Linked DNA regions of Pan troglodytes: region 1 is linked to region 2. The links are chromatin contacts, called in public HiChIP or PLAC-seq maps. All regions are on one chromosome and are shown on one strand. Each heading gives the region's core, a stretch centred on a gene start, on an enhancer-like site or on the middle of the called end of the contact. The rest is flanking DNA. Distances are from core to core; before and after follow the strand shown. Region 1 holds the start of DDX23 (DEAD-box helicase 23). Region 2 holds the start of CCDC65 (coiled-coil domain containing 65).

Region 1 (4,694 bases), core at 1,520-4,019, 52 kb before region 2:
CCAACAGGGTGAAACCCTGTCTCTACTAAAAATACAAAAATTAGCCAGGCGTGGTGTCGGGCATCTGTAATCCCAGATACTCGGAAGGCTGAGGCAGAACTGCTTGAACCCAGGAGGTGCGGGTTGTTGTGAGCCGAGATAGTGCCACTGCACTCCAGCCTGGGTGACACAGCAAGACTCCCTCTGTCTCGAGAGAAAAAAAAATCAGCCAGGCGTGGTGGTTCACACTTGTAATCCTAGCACTTTGGGAGGCTGAGGGTGGGTGGAATGCCTGAGCTCAAAAGTGCTCAAGAGCTCATAGGCAGAGGCCTGGGAGGAAAATATCGTCCAGGAAAACGGCTTGTGCCCCCAGGAGCCAATACTACCTATGGGGCCCATGCCCCTTCGCTCCTGCCTGGGGAGGATCACCTGAGCCCAGGCTGAGGTGGAAAGACTTCTTGACCCTGGGAAGCACTGATGCAGGAGGAATACTGATTCAAGATGAGTTCAGTGAGCTGGGCAGGAGTCAGATAATGAAAATGTGTTACAGGTCAGAGTAGAGTTAACTTGGATTTTAACTGCAATGGGGATCTTAGAAGAGCTTTAAACAGGAAGCAATCTAATACTTTGGTGACTTGCAAGAAAATATATAGCAGAGAGACAGAGTGAAAACACAACCACTGAGAGTGCTATTATGGTACTCTAGGCAAGAGATGGCAGTGGCTTGTTCTAGGAACGTGGCGATGGAGATGGAAAGAAGTAGGCAGCGTCAGAGTATATTTTGGAGGCAAAGCTAACAGGACTTACTAAGGAAGAAGCAGAAAGAGCAGACACAAAGATAGCTCCTAAATTTATAGTTTCAGCAACCTAATAGTTTGTGGTGCCATAGCAAACAAACTGGAGAAGGCTAGGGAACGAACAGATTTAAGAGGAAATCAAACGTTTCATTTTGGCCAGGTTGAGTGTGAGAATATCTGTGGAGATTCCCAGAAGGCAAAGAGAAATGCAAATCTGAACTTAGGGGAGAGGGTCTGTAGACAAAAACTTGAGTCACCAATACACAGATAGCTTTTAAAGCCATGGGACACTAAATGATATTACCTAAGTAGGCAGCATAGTGAAAGAAAAAAATAGAGAAGAAGCTCCAGAATTGAGCTCTGGAACACTTTAACAGGAGTTAGCCACGGGATGAATCAGAGAAAAAGACTGAAAAGAACTAGCAGCCAGTGAGAAAAGACAAAGAAAAGCATAGCAACGAAGAAGCCAAAAATATGTTTCAAGGAGGGAGGGGTCAACTGTGTCAAGTACCACCGAAGTGGAGAGGGAATAAGGGACAGGTAAGTAACCACTGAATTTGAAAAAATGGAGATTATTGGTGACCTTGACAAGAGCTGTTTCAGTGGCATTGCCGGAATGGAAGCCTGAGTGGAATGAGTTTGGAAGAGAATGAAAAATGAGAGAAGACAGTAAATACAGGCAACTTTTATTACAGGTTCTATTATCACAAGGGCAAAATAACCAGGCTGACTCTGGCCATGCTTCCCAGCGGCCTTCCTCTCAAACCTCCAGATCTTCAGGTCCTCAGTTCTTGCAGGGCAGGGGCACATTCTTTTTTTTCATTCAATGACGTATTTAACAAGCATCTACTGTACGCAAGGCACAGTGCTAGGTGCTATATGAGTTACAAAAATAAATTCTGTTCACAGGAAGTGTTTAGAACAACAGGGTTATGAGGTCGGACGCGGTGGCTCACGCATGTAATCCTAACACTTTAAGAGGCCGAGGCAGGTGGGTTGCCTGAGCTCAGGAGTTCGAGACCAGCCTGGGGAACACGGTGAAACCCCGTCTCTACTAAAAATACAAAAAATTAGCCGGGCGTGGCGGCGTGCGCCTGTAATCACAGCTACTCGGGAGGCTGAGACAGGAGAATCGCTTGAACCCGGGAGGCGGAGGTTGCAGAGAGCCGAGATCGTGCCATTGCACTCCAGCCTAGGCGACAGAGCGAGACTCCGTCTCAAAAAAAAAAAAAAAAAAAAAAACCAAAAGAAAAAAAAGAACAATAGGGGGTATGAGACACATACCAAGAAGAGTATCAAGGCTCAGATGTAGTAATACAGGTGTTCAAAGGCGTTTCCTTTCACTTGTAAAAGGTGATGTGGAAGGCTTGGAAGAGGAAGTGACGCTTGAGCCTTTAAGTAGAATTTTAAGATATGTAATTAAGGACGCGGAAAAGAAGTCATTCCCGGCAAAAGAAATAATACGGGCGGCGCAGAGGCGGGAAAACATGGACTGACTGCGAGAGAAAAGCCAGAGTTCCAGTTTGGCTGCACCAAAGGCTACTTTAAGCATGAAAGAATAAGATCAGACTGGGGGTATCAGAGGCGCTGTGCCCATAGGCAGAGTCCTGGGAGGAAAATATCGTGCAGGGACGTGGCCTGTGCCCGGAGGAGCCAACACTACCCCTGGGGCCCGCGCCCCTTCACTCCAGCCCGCCCGAGCTTCCCGGGTTCATGCCCCTTCTCTGAGGCGTTCTTTCCCGCCTCGTCCAGGAGGCAGGGGCCACCGCCGTGCCCTGACTCTAGCCCTTTCTGTAAGCTCGTGGGAACCGCCTCCACCGCCCGGAACTCACCACCCTGAGTCTGAACCGCCCAACGCGGCCTCAACGTCGCGGAGCCGTCGCCATCTTTCCCGTTTCCTGGTCGCGGAGATGAACACCCACCCCCCCCCGCCCAGGCCGCGAGGCAAGCTGGGAAGGCGAGTTCCTGGAGCTGGGCGACACAGGCCGACACTGAGGCCTGGAAACTACCAATCCCAGAATGCATGACTTGAGCGCCGGCCCCAGGCTGCGGGGTCTGCCGGGCAATGTGGTTTGCCAGACGTTAGCGTCCGGGAAGGAAGAGTTTTTCGCCAATAGGCTTTCGGCATTAGGTTCTCCCGCCGAGCACCCTTCTTGGAATCGGCTGGTCTTCCTAGAAACTACAGTCTATGACTGTCGTTGCCCGTGGCTTACAGTGGAGGAATTTAAGGGCTTCCTGAGATATCTATAGTACGTAATTATAGCTAACAACCGCAGTAACAACAATAAATACCATTCGTGGAAAAGCGGTTTTTATAACAATTCTGTGAGAATGGGGCTAGCCCCATTTTACAGTTGGACAAATTAAAGATTAGGTTACCGGAGTAGCTTCACAAGGAGGGTGATGCAGTTCTCCATTGTGTGTGGAACTATCCCAGGCTTAGGAGGACGTTTTAGCAACCTTGGCCCCTGCAGCCGGGTGAATGCCATAACAACCCCCAGTTATTGTTACAGCTCCAAATGAGCCCACACAATGGGCTCTAAAGTCCTCCCGGAAGGATGGTATCTCCTGGGCTCTAGCACCTGTTTTCTCAACATTCCAGATGGAACCCTGGTTTCCTCAATTTCTTGCCCTTTGGAATGTGACCAATTGTTGAGCTATCTTGGTATTTTTGCTTCTTTCTTCCCCCAGATTCCCCTACTTCAGTCTTCCACTGAGTTTTGTTGTTGCTGTTGTTGTTGTTGTTGTTGTTTGTTGTTGTTTTAACCTCAAATCGTAAGTTCACTTTGTGTTTCTCTTTGGTCTTATGGGTTCATAACTCTTTCCCTCAAAACAAAACAAAACATTGCAGTTGCGGAAACGGTTTAGATAACCAGAAGTATCTCGGACCTCCCTTCCCATTTTGCCAGCAGCAGGTTTGTTGCTTCAATTCCACATGGCTGTAGGTCTGCCTTTTCTCTCTGAATATGCCCAAGCTCTCAAGCAGAGCCTCAGGATAGACCCAAGTAATCCTAAAGCCCTGAGCATCACGTACAATGGCCCAAAGTAACCCTCGGAGACACACACTTCTCTTAGAACCTGCAGCCTTTCACCTCCCAGCTTCTACTCCAGAGAGAACGGAAGGGAAAGAAGAGAGCTCTGAGATCTGTTAGGTGTAATTCACCACAAAAGCACGAGAGGGCGCTCGACTCACAGATTCACAGATTAAACTAAGAATCAGACCAACCATGGTAGGCCAGAATCTTCAAAAACTGCAGCCACTTTTTATTGAGAATCTTCTAAGTGCTCAGCTCTGGGCTGGACACTTAACCTACCTTATTTGTTTTACTTAGTTCTCATAGCAGTATGAGATGAGTGCTATCTCCATTTTACTGGTAAGGAGATTGTGGCCCAGAAAGAGTAATTATGCCTTCGAAGGCCACATAGTTAAAAGAATGGGCCAGGTTGAGGGGCGCCTCTGCCTGGCCGCCCCTACTGGGAAGTGAGGAGCCCCTCTGCCCGGCCAGCCGCCCCGTCCGGGAGGGAGGTGGGGGGGCCAGCCCCCCGCCCAGCTAGCCGCCCCGTCCGGGAGGGAGGTGGGGGGGGGTCAGCCCCCCGCCCGGCCAGCCGCCCCGTCCGGGAGGTGAGGGGCGCCTCTGCCCGGCCGCCCCTACTGGGAAGTGAGGAGCCCCTCTGCCTGGCCACCACCCCGTCTGGGAGGTGTACCCAACAGCTCATTGAGAACGGGCCATGATGACAATGGCGGTTTTGTGGAATAGAAAAGGGGGAAAGGTGGGGAAAAGATTGAGAAATCGGATGGTTGCTGTGTCTGTGTAGAAAGAAGTAGACATGGGAGACTTTTCATTTTGTTCTGTACTAAGAAAAATTCTTCTGCCTTGGGATCCTGTTGATCTATGACCTTACCCCCAACCCTGTGCT
Region 2 (5,223 bases), core at 2,355-4,854:
CATGGAGGGCCCAGACATTTGGTCAAACATTAATCTGGAGGTCAGGCACAGTAGCTTGTGCCTGTAATCCCAGCACTTTGGGTGGCTGAGGTAGGAGGATCGCTTGAAGCCAGGAATTTAAGACCGGCCAGGGCATCATAGCAAGACCCAGTCGCTACAAAAAAATTAAAATAAAAAAAAAAATAGTTGGCTGGGCACAGTGGCTCACGCCTGTAATCCCAGCACTTTGGGAGGCCAAGGTGGGTGGATCACCTGAGGTTAGGAGTTCCAGGAGTTCGAGACCAGCTGGCCAACATGGTGAAACCCCGTCTCTACTAAAAATACAAAAATTAGCTAGGCGTGGTGGTGGATGCCTGTAATCTCAGCTACTCCGGAGGCTGAGTCAGGAGAATTGCTGAAACCTGCGAGGCGGAGATTGTAGTGAGCCAAGATCATGCCATTGCACTCCAGCGCAGGCTGACAACAGCAACAGCAAGACTATGTCTAAAAAAAAAAACAAAAACAAAAAAAAACTGAGTATGGTGGTGCACACCTGTAGTCCCAGCTACTCAGAAGGCTGAGGTGGGAGGATCCCTAAAGTCCAGGAGTTCGAGGTTGCACTGAGCTACAATTGCATCACTGTACTCCAGCCTGGGTGACAAAATGAGTTTTCTGTCTAAAGAAAAATAAACAACAAAAAAAATTATTCTGGTTGTGTCTGTGAGGGTGTTTCCAGATGAGATTAACATTTGAATTGGATTGAGAATTAATTAGTGGTAGATTGAGTAAAGCAGATTGCCCTTGTAACATGGGTGAGCCTCATCCAATCATTGAAGACATGAATAAACCAAAAAGGCTGAGTAAAAGCAGCTCCTCCTGACTAACTGCCTAAGCTGAGGCAGTCTTTTCTGGCCTTCTGACTCAGACTGAAACATTGACTCTTCTTGGACCTTGAACTGGCTGGCTTTTAGTCTAGAACTACACATCGGTTCTCCTAAATCTCCAGGTTGCTAATTGCAGATCTTGGGACTTCTGAGCCTCCAATAATAACACCGATTGCTTATAATAAATAAATACACACATCCTAATGGTTCTGTTTTTCTGGAGAGTTCTGAGTAATGTATTATATTTCATATTTAAAACAACTTTATTGGGGCACATGTTGCATATCACATAATTTGCTTTTTTTTTTTTTTTTTTTAATACGGAGTTTCGCTCTTGTTGCCCAGGCTGGAGTGCAATGGCACGATCTCAGCTCACCGCAACCTCCGCCTCCCGGGTCCAAGCAATTCTCCTGCCTCAGCCTCCTAAGTAGCTGGGATTACAGGCATGTGCCACCACGCCCAGCTAATTTTGTATTTTTAGTAGTGATGGGGTTTCTCCATGTTGGTCAGGCTGGTCCCGAACTCCCGACCTTAGGTGATCCAACATGGTGAAACCCCATCTCTACTAAAAATACAAAAAATTAGCCGGGTGTGGTAGCGGGTGCCTGTAATCCCAGCTACTTGGGAAGCTGAGGCAGGAGAATCACTTGAACCTGGGAGGTGCAGGTTGCAGTGAGCCGGGACTGTGCCACCTCACTCCAGCCTGGGCAACAGAGAAAGACTCAGTCAAAAAAAGAGAGAGAGAGGGAGAGGGAGAGAGAGGGAGAGGGAGAGAGAGAGAGAGAAAGAGAGGGAGAGAGAGAGAGAGAAAGAGAGAAAGAGAGAAAGAAAGGAAGGGAAGGGAAGGGAGAAGAAAAGAAAGTAATCTACTTTCTGTCTTTATAGCTTGGCCTTTTCCGGATATTTCATATAAATGGAACCAAACAATATGTAATCACTTGTGTCTGGCTTATTTCACTGAGCATAGGGGTTTTTTTGGCCGAACATGGTGGCTCACGCCTGTAATCCCAGCACTTTGGGAGGCCGAGGTGGGTGGATCATTTGAGGTCAGGAGTTTGAGACCAACCTGGCCAAGATGATGAAACCCCGTCTCTACTAAAAATACAAAAATTAGGCAGGCATGGTGGTGACACCTGTAGTCCAGCTACTCGGGAGGGTGAGGCAGGAGAATTTCTTGAATCCGGGCGGTGGAGGTTGCAATGAGCCGAGATCACGCACTGCACTCTAGCCTGGGTGACAGAGTGAGACTCCAGTCTTAAAAAAAAAAAAAAGGGTTTGTTTGTTTTGTTTCTGTTGTTGTTTCTTTTTGAGACAGGGCTGCTCTGTCACCCAACTGGAGTGCAGTGGCTTGACTATGGCTTGACCTCTGGGGCTCAGGTGATCTTCTCACCTCAGCCTCCTGGAGTAGCTGGGATAACAGGTACGCACCACCACGCCCAGCTAACTTCTTTTGTATTTTTTGTAGAGAAGGGGTTTCGCCACATTGCTCAAGCTAGTCTCAATCTCTTGGGCCAAAATGATCCTCCCGCCTCGGCCTCCCAAAGTGCTGGGATTACAGGTGTGAGGCACAGCGCCCAGCCTGCATATTCTTTTTGAGGTTCATCCACATTGTAGCTGGTATCCATAGTTTGTTCTGAATAATATTCCATTGTATGGACATAGCATATTTTGTCTACTCATTCACATGTTAATGGACATTTAGGTTGTCTCCAATTTTTCCAACTGGGCTATTATGAGTGAGACAGATAAGAAAATTCCTGTGCAAGTTTTTGTGTGTATACATGCTTTCATTTCTCTTAGGCAGATCCCTAAGAGTGAAATTATTGGGTCACATGGTAAATTTATGTTTAACATTTTTAAAAATTGCCAAACTGTTTTCCAAAGTGGCTACACCATTTTACATTTCTACCACCAATATATGAGGGTTCTCGTTTCTCCACATTCTCTCCAACACTTATCTTTTTAAAAAAGGTTTTTGTTGTTGTTGTTGTTTGCAGTTTTTACAGTTTTATTTAAACACAAAACATGCACATGAGCTGTCTACTCATTTTCTTTGCTGCGCAGCCTGGGATTGGGGTTGGTGACTCTGACGGCCAGCTGGGCAGCTCTTTTCCACGATGGCTTTGCGGTTCTTGGAGGAAACATTGTGAGCGATCTCAGCACAGTAAGATTTGTCGCACAACAGCAGCACTTCCAGCTCCTTGACGTGTGGACCAGGAATTTCCGGAAGCCACTGGGCAGCATGTGCTTTGTTTTCTTGTTGCTCCCATAATCAATGTTGGGCATCAAGATCTAACCCTTGAACCTTCCACGAACCCTGTTGTCAATACCTCTGGGTTTCCGCCAGTTACGCTTAATTTTGACATATCGGTCAGACTGGTGCCGGATAAACTTCTTGGTTCTCTTTTTGACGATCTTGGGCTTCCCAAGGGGTCTGAGGACGGTTTATAAAAGTGCACTGAGGGGAGGCTGAGACAGGAGAATTGCTGGAACCCGGGAGGCGGAGGTTGCAGTGAGCCGAGATCGTGCCCAGCCTAGGCGACAGAGAGAGACTCTATGTCAAAAATAAATAAATAAATAAATAAATAAATAAATAAATAAATAAATAAATAAATAAAATGCACTGAGGAGACAGGTTTTTGAGAGTTAAAAAGACCCTCTCAAAAACCGACCGCGGTCCTCCACTGGGTAGGGGGCGCTCCAAGACAGGGACTCTTCCAGCCTGTTGCCTCTCCATGTTAGCGAGATCCTCGTTGCTAGGAGACTAGACGCGTCTTACTGTGGGAGAGCTCAGCCTCACTGATAGCCGGGGATCTCTCCTGTTCGAGGGCTGAGATCTCCGGTCCCACAACCGCCCACAACCAGGGGCACTTCTGGAAGGCCCCTTTCTAGGGACATTTTTCTTCTAAGCTCTGTAACGCGGGCCGAGGCAGACCGAGGCTTCTTTCCTGGATCCAATCCCCTGCCCCCATGCCTAAGAAAGAAAAAATGGCCAAGACGCCCCTGTCCGATGAGGAGCAGCTGCTTCTGTTTCAGCAGAAGTTGCTGGCAGAGGAGGAGATGGCCAAAAAGAAGGAGAGGCTCCTCAGCCAGTTCTTGAAGGTGATGGCCTTTTGCATTATGTCCTGCTCAACCCCATCCACCACCTGCCCTGGCCCTGTCACTGAGGAAACCTCATTTTCATCCTGACCTCCCCTCCTCCGGAAATCCTGAGACCCAGATACACTTAGATTTCAGGCAACATTGTTTGGGAGGCGGGGGTGTTCTCTGCGAAGCACGGAGGGGGTGCGTGGTATACGGCTTGGCAATCTTTACTGAATCCCAGAACTGGGACCGTAGGTCCTGTCAGCTGTCCCAGCTGTCTGGAATGCTGATATTCTCCCTGGAGATAGGTCATTACAAACAACATCCTACTCTGATGCTCCCACCCTGAAGGAAATTCACCCTTGCCCTCCCTAAATGCCATCAGGCCATTCCCATCGAAAAGGGGTAAGGTGTCAGCTGACAAATTAAGAGTGATCTTGTTTGTTGTACTGAAAGGCCCTGACTTCCTGGAGGTATATTTATTCCTTCACACAGGACAAGCTGGCCAAGGAGGAACACAACAGTGCTCTGAACCTTAATAAGATTAACACACAGTGGAGAACTGTCCTTCGGGAAGTCAAGACCAGAGAACTTCATAAGGACATTGAGATCCTCAGCCAAACATTTGAACGAGTGGTGGACTGTAAGGACAATGTCATCAAGGTAGGCACTCTTTCCAAGGAAACCTTGAGTATGGCTTCCTGACCTCTTAATAGAATGAGCCTAGTGAATCCATCTTAAAGCCCTCACAAGACACAGGCTGTGAGAAAGCCAGGCTATTGGTAATAATGGTTTTCACAGAAATAAAAAATAGAATATTGGGCTTTCATCCGTCTCTCCCTTAGAGGACCCACTCTTCTTGTCATCTATTGCCCAAAACCAGTACTATCCAATAGTAGAGTCATAAGCCACAGTAGACATCACCCAGTGACTTGAAATGAGTCCCACACCTTCATTTCAATGTCAGAAGGCTCAGTTCCAGAGGGGAACTGACTTGCCCAAGGTCACATAGCTAGTCAGTGAGAGAACCAGGACTCCAGCATGTGTTTATTGATTCCCACTGCAGTGCTCCGTTCAACTAAATTGTTTGGCCTCTTGATTCAACTTCAGTGGCCCTGGATAAGGTTGAGAAGATCTCCATGGGTAAGAGCAGTTCTGGATTTCTAAGCAATTCAATCAGCCATCCTTATGTTCTTGGGAGGTTCTTGAGTTCTTGATTCCATCCTATCTTTTCTTCTAAGGGATTTTCTGTACCCCTTCTTTTGTCTTACTTTTA

Evidence for each region. HiChIP or PLAC-seq counts read pairs in DNA pulled down with a chosen protein or histone mark.
Region 1: a contact with region 2 is called in an H3K4me3 HiChIP or PLAC-seq map of stem cell-derived excitatory neurons, with 4 times the contacts expected there. The contact joins the promoter of DDX23 here to the promoter of CCDC65 in region 2. A contact is called at or near these places in 3 of 7 Hi-C or Micro-C datasets (blood, induced pluripotent stem cells and stem cell-derived neural progenitor cells) and 1 of 1 datasets of contacts at active chromatin or transcription factors (stem cell-derived excitatory neurons).

What each region holds. Positions count from the first base shown.
Region 1 is chr10:47,013,703-47,018,396 of NHGRI_mPanTro3-v2.0_pri, reverse strand. It overlaps DDX23 (DEAD-box helicase 23), which reads right to left and starts at 2,769. Exons shown (of 17, transcript XM_509035.8): 1 at 2,609-2,769.
Region 2 is chr10:46,962,460-46,967,682 of NHGRI_mPanTro3-v2.0_pri, reverse strand. It overlaps CCDC65 (coiled-coil domain containing 65), which reads left to right and starts at 3,604. Exons shown (of 8, transcript NM_001246546.1): 1 at 3,604-3,965; 2 at 4,443-4,610. The coding sequence starts at 3,834. It also overlaps the pseudogene LOC104001558.